Linked DNA regions of Mus musculus: region 2 is linked to region 1. A link is a contact called in public HiChIP or PLAC-seq data. All regions are on one chromosome and are shown on one strand. The core of a region is the stretch at or near the end of the contact, and the rest is flanking DNA. Distances in the headings are between cores, read along the strand shown. Region 1 overlaps Bin3 (bridging integrator 3). Region 2 overlaps Slc39a14 (solute carrier family 39 (zinc transporter), member 14).

Region 1 (3,099 bases), core at 443-2,942:
GGAGAAGTTAACAGAGAAGTTATCAATTTTATTTTATGTATATAAATGCTATGCCTGTATGTATATATGTGTAAAATGTGCCTGTAGAAACTCGAAGACAGTGTCAGATATCTGGAAGTCCTGCTACAGATGGTGGTTAGGCATCATTCCAGTACTGGGAATTGAACTCAGTTCCTCTGCAAGAGCAGCAGTTGCTCTTAATGACTGAGCCATCTCTCCAGTCCCCAAGGCAATTTATGCTAAAGAGCTTTTGAGGCTACTATGAAGGGAGGTGAGTCTTTTGGGTTAATTTTTTATATAACCCTGTTGTGCCCAGGAAATAACTAGAAACCAGGGGCAGATGGGCTGCTCCTTGGCACTGATATGGGACATACTCTCAGTGGGCAGAGGGAGGTGGCAAGGAGGGGGACAAGAGGAAAGAAGCTGTAGGCTCGCTACACTTCACCAGGCTCTCTGTTCTCCGTCCTTCCCAGTGGAAGTCAGGCTAGGAGGAGCTGCTACTCTGGGAGGTGGCAGCATATGAGTTGTCCCTCCTGACCCGGCTTTTATCCTGTTCCCCACCCCCCTTCCTGGGGACAAGCAGTAGCCCAGAGAGAAAGTAGGGTTTGCTACCCAGAAGCAATGTTCTGGAAGCAATCAAGAGGTTTATAGTTCCCTCTCTCAACCGGCGGGCACTTCTCAGTTCTGCTGGTCACTCTATAAACATAAGCACCAGAGGTCAGGGGAAGGGATATTTTGGTCTCAGTAACAAAATGGTGAAAACAGTCCACAACCTCCAACATGCCTCACCTCGGACAGAAAGAAAACAAAAAACAAGTTCCGAGTGTACAGAAGGGAAAGGATTCTATTTTTTTTTTTTTCACAATAAAGAAAAGTCAACAGGATGTTCTCCGAAGCTACAAATATACTCCTTTCAAACAGTAAATATCTCTATTAGCAGCATGATGGCAGTTGGCTAATTCTGTCTGTCTCAGTAAAACCTTCCAAAAAAGTTCCTGCTCTTGTGTAACATCTATTTACAAATCGGCTATTTGCATTCTCAATTTGCTAGGTTTCTCAATCTTTTGTTTCCTCACCCGCCCCTACTGCAGGGACAGAGATAAGAGGCTGACCCAGATGGTGGCTGGGTGGGGATCCCCTGAGTCACCCCAGCACATCACTCAAGTCCTGCCTTCTTGGGAGCATCCCCTGCACTCACATACACAATGGTTGGGAGTTCAAAGCTCTGTAAGCTCCTCGCTCTCGGCTTCACCTGCCTTCCCAAAATATGTTTCTGGTAAATAGGAATCTAGGCCTGTGGGTAGAGAGAACCCCAGAATGATTTAGGCTCCCCCTTTCTGCGTCTCTGGATATCTCCAGCTGGGCAAGAGACTCCCAGAGCTGGGGTGGGGGTGAGAGGGAAGGAGGTCTGAGCAAGAGTGGGCGGTGGTTGATAGTGGCTGAAACCCTGGCTCCCCAGGGAGTGGTCTGGGCCTGAGTCACTGTCTCGGCAGGAGAGGAAGGTGGGCGGGAGACAGCAGCTTCTCCAGCCTAGGACTGGCTCTGCCCCCATCTTCTTTGGAGTCCTGCCTGCTCTGGTCTAAGGCCCACAAGGCCTGCCACTTTGACAATCATACAAGTAGAAGCCCAAGGCCTGGGTCACGGCCAGGCAGGGTTTATAGTCATGTGGCACTGCTGGAACAGGTGCTCAGTGGATCGCTTTTCTAGCTGCTATGCTGAAGGCCAGAGAAAGGTCAGCCTGAGAAAGGGAAGGACAGACATCCTTAGAGGGTAACAACCAGGGCTGAAATCACTCACCTCAGTTACCTATGACCACTGCCCCCTGCCCTGGCTTGACATGAATTAAGTGCATCCCAAGTCAGAGAGCTTGGAACACGACCCCTGACCTGCCATTCATTTGAAGAGGGTGTGTGAATAATTAAAAATAAAAAGCATGACTCTGTGACTTGGCCGACTTGTATGTGGGACCAGGACAATCCATCGGCTCATCTATGATCCCTCCTTCCCGCTGTCCCCCAAGCTGTCCTCTCAAGGGGAGACAGAGTGAACCACATGGTGTTAGGTCATGTAAACAAGGGCGCCGCTGAATTAAAGTGAGCATTTATTAAGCATCTACTATGGCCAGACTCTGTACTTCACAGGGATGGCACTGGGGGGGGGGGGAGGTCAGGTGTCAGAACGCTGGGGTTCAGATCCTGGCTGTGCTCACCACCATCTGTGACATTCACACAAGTCACCTCAACTTCCTCAGTTTCCTTACCTGTAAGATAGGGTAAACGTCTGCTTAGCCTATAGGCTGCTGAGGTGTTGAGTAAGTCTAATGCTTGAAACAGCTCCTGACATGTGGTAAGTTAGGTCTGGAGAGTTTTGCTGCGATGGTGGTGGCAATGGTACTGTGATGAAGACCAAACTGAGGCCTAGAGGGAGAGCTGCAAAGTGACAGAAGTTACACAGGGAGGCGGGGGGGAGTGGACAGAAGACTTCTGTGCTGTTCTTGAAGCAAGTCTATAGCAGACTGTACCACATCCAGGGCCAAGCTACACCCCAGTTTACAACACAGAGGGGATTTCTCCCTAAACAGTGTGAGGATTTGTGCTAGCAACTTGGAGGCTGGTATGTGTTTAAAAGCCAGGAAAAGAGTAGATAGGAAATTCAAGGTGCTTGGTGATGACTTCTGAGAACCTTCTCGTGCTTGACAGATGGGTGACCGTCTACTCTCATCCTAGTCCATCAGCAAGACCTGAAGACAGGAGAGGGTGGGTGTCCAACTTTACAGATGCTGCTGGAGCCCCAAGACTGAGTCCTGTCCTTTTTTGTTATCCTAGGACTCACCTCCCTCCCTCCCTCCTCCCCAACCCCCAGAGTTTCTCTGTGTAGTCCTGGCTGTCCTGGAACTTGCTCTGTGGACCAGGCTGGCCTCTAACTCACAGACACCTCCCCCCCTTCCTCCCAAGCGCTGGGATTAAAGGCGTGTGCCATCACCACCCCGCTGATTTCTTATTCTCCTCATATTTTCACTACACGTGTCCATAAGCAAACCCTAGAGTCATTTTCCTGGTCTAGCCTTTACCTGAGCAGCACAATGTCACTGAGATACCA
Region 2 (3,099 bases), core at 350-2,849, 230 kb before region 1:
TTCCTCCAGACTTCACTTTTTCTTTTTGAAAAGGCGTCTCTCAAGTAGTCTAGGCTTGGTGGCCAGTGAGCCTCGAACCCACCTGTCTCCTCCTCTGTAGCACATACCTCTATATCCGACTGTTTTTTACTCTTGTTCTGGGTGTAGAATTCAGGTTTTTATGCTTTCAAGGCAAACATTTACCACCTAGGCTGTCTCTCCAGCACCTAGAACTATCTTCATGTCTGTTTCTTTCATCTCTGTATCTGAAAGTTTCCCAGATTGGAGCTAGGGTTCGTGTTAGCTGGAAAGAGTAAGCCTTTAAGTCTGGCTAGAATGTTGATCCTTTTTTAATAGGCAGGCAGTTTGTGAGAGGCTGGGGAGGGAGTGCTGGGGAACTCAGTTTTGCACATATTGCCTGGAGATGGCAGTGTGTCAGCAGGTTTGCTCATGTGGCCTCGATCTATACGGCATGTGCCGATCTGTGGCTCTGTGTGGGATGAACCAGAAGCCTGCTTGGCTTCGAGGTAGGAATCCATCTGTGCTTGAACTTCTCAACTTCTCTGCAGTGGTCAGGCCAGGACGGAGATGGGCAAATCAGGAAGATGCTGGGGCCTTCACCATCTCCCCTTGCCCCTTTCAACACAGGGAGCTTCTAGAAGATGCTCCTGTGCTGCTTCTCTTGTCCCTGATAGCCTTACCCAATGCGCTTCCATGATGAAGTCCCTAGGCCTTATAGAAATGCCTGGGGAGGGAAGGGTTATAACAGAAGGCTGTGCCAAACACCCCCCCTGTTAAGAAACAATCAAGGCAGTTAACCTGATTAAAATGTAAGCCTGTCTGTCATTCTAAGTGCCTGGACCCTGAGACAAAGAGGAAGGAAAGAATGGGCCTGGGTTGGGTGAGGCAGTGCTGGGGAGGACCAAAATGGAGTGGAGACCTATTTCTGAAGGACCTCCTCGTTCCTCTCCTGGACCCTCCTCACCTTAGAGCTGGGTGAGCATGTACATGCTAGCTCTCTGCCAGCTCCGGCACGATTTTGAGTCCAGAGTGATGGGGATAAGAAGGTGCAGGGGTGACATGGGTGGCGGGCGGCGGTGGCGGAGTGTGTGTGTGTGTGTGTGTGTGTGTGTGTGTGTGTGTGTGTGTGTGAGTGAGAGAGGAAGTCAGGCAAGGAAACGAGGAGGAAGAGTCCTAGTGGCTAAAGCTGAGTTAGGGTCAGTAGGCTGGGTTGGGACCTCAGGAAGCAAGATGCTCCGGTTTGTGGTCACACAGTGAGAAGGCAGAGGATGTGGGAAAGCCTTGCAGCTTAGTAATCAGTGACTCACTGACTGGCTGTATGTACCCTTGGCCAAAGAGCATGCTATGTAAGAGGAGAAGGTTTAGGATTGGTGTCATTTCTGTCTGTCCCTTCTGCTGCCTGCTTCCCCAACTTGGAAATAGGTGTTTATTTTTCTTTACTTTTTGTTTGTTTGTTTGTTTTTTAGTAATCCTCTTTTTTCATGAGTGCAGGGTGTCCAGGTGCCCTGCAGGAAGTAGTGATCAGTCAGGAAGGTTAGATACTGGTAGAAAGAGCCACGTGGTCCCTTTTATTGCCCCTTTGGTTTTCATGGAAGTGGAGTGGCAAGCCTCAGGCTTTAGTGTGCAGGAACATTGCCAGAGCTCCCAAGTAAAACCCACAGTCCTGGGCCAACCTGGTTTCTGGTTTGCCTGGAGGTACAGAGAATTTGCCCTTCCAGCAGGTTCTCAGGTGAACCTGAAGATTGTACACATAAAGAATGACTTCCTTCAAATAGTGGCCTATGCCAGGGTGTCTCATGGAGACTGGCCAGCTAGAGCCTTTGAGGAGGTCTTGGGCTTGAACTGGCTTGCAAGAGGACTGGAAGGGCTGGGGGAGAAGGGGCGCTGGGGCGGATAGTCTCGGCCATTCACCAAGCAGTGTAGCCAAAGGCCCTTGGGGTATGTTTTACTGCAAAGCTAAAGTACACATTTCTTAAATTACCTGCCCACTGAAGCAGGAATGTTGAGCAGATGTGTCTTAGCCTGAATGTTGGGGTGGTCTCTTTTCTAATTCTGCTTGCAGAATTCTGAGGTCTGCATAATCCAGCCTGGGTTGCGGTTGAGCCTGAGTCCAACACAAAGAACTCTTGCCCTTAAGACCCAACTGGTTCTCTGTTTTCACTTGGATGTCTGTCTGTGAGAGCCTGCTGCTGTTTAATCTCCTGCTCCTCATCTGCCTGCCTCCCTGCCCGTTCATTCTCCAGGATGCAGCCAAGAATGCAAATGCCAGGCCTAGTAGCTCATGCCTGTACTCCCAGCTCTTTGGTTAGTTGTGGCAGGAGGATTGCCAGGAGTTTTAGGTTGGCCTAGGCTACCTAGTGAGTTCCAAGCCAACCTGAACTGTAGTGTTCGACTACAAATAAACAAATCAATCAATCAATCAATCAATCAAACAAACAAACAAACAAACAAACAAACAAACAGAAGTAGGTACCAGGGGGTTACCTCAATGGCGGCACACTTGCCTCCAGTGTTTGAGGCTGGGTTTGATTTGCACCACAATTGAACCATATGTTTTCTTGAACCTTTCAAGGCCTGTTGTCTGTAGCCTCTAATGCTATCCCCTGTGTGATTTCTTGTGTGTCTTAGTCACTGTGGACTTCAAGTAGATGTTCCCTCTCTACTAGTTTCTATGGATAGAGTGTTCCATCCCCCCACCCCCTCCACTAGCTTGTTTTTACATGTTCTAGGGGTCTGAACTTTCCTTTAGGGGAGCTCTCTTGGCCACCTCTGACACCAGGTTGATTGTTCTGTTTTCCAACATTTGTCTGTGGTGGTGGGAGGGCACACACTCACTTGTTCCCTGATGTCTGTTAATGGAATTGGTAGCTTACTCTTAGTGGTCCTGTCCTGTGTATTATGCACTTCATTTGGAAAATAAATTATGGTTCAGCCTACTAAGGGTAGAGAAACAAAAATACACATTCCTGGGGCTGGAGAGATGCCTCAGTGTTAACGGCACCAACTGCTCCTTCAGAGGACCTGAGTCTCATTCACAGCACTTACATGGTAGCCTACAACCCATCTGTATCTCCAGTCCCATGGCAACAGATGCCTTCT

Evidence for each region. HiChIP or PLAC-seq counts read pairs in DNA pulled down with a chosen protein or histone mark.
Region 2: a contact with region 1 is called in a FOXA1 HiChIP or PLAC-seq map of pancreatic cancer cells. The contact joins two enhancer-like sites. A contact is called at or near these places in 3 of 39 promoter capture datasets (the C10 cell line, cranial neural crest and frontonasal cranial neural crest), 1 of 115 datasets of contacts at active chromatin or transcription factors (pancreatic cancer cells) and 1 of 9 other capture datasets (adipose tissue).

The regions. Positions count from the first base shown.
Region 1 is chr14:70,105,149-70,108,247 of GRCm38.p6, reverse strand. All of the region lies in intron 1 of Bin3 (bridging integrator 3), which reads right to left. Among named protein-coding and RNA genes, the nearest start is that of Bin3, 6.6 kb to the right of the region's middle. Within about 2 kb of position 1,692, at least 152 of the 459 cell types and tissues checked have an H3K27ac peak or open chromatin away from gene starts, as enhancers often do. A contact at or near this core is called in pancreatic cancer cells, where this site is marked.
Region 2 is chr14:70,331,946-70,335,044 of GRCm38.p6, reverse strand. The region is part of intron 1 of Slc39a14 (solute carrier family 39 (zinc transporter), member 14); the gene reads left to right. Among named protein-coding and RNA genes, the nearest start is that of Slc39a14, 18 kb to the left of the region's middle. Within about 2 kb of position 1,599, at least 184 of the 459 cell types and tissues checked have an H3K27ac peak or open chromatin away from gene starts, as enhancers often do. A contact at or near this core is called in pancreatic cancer cells, where this site is marked.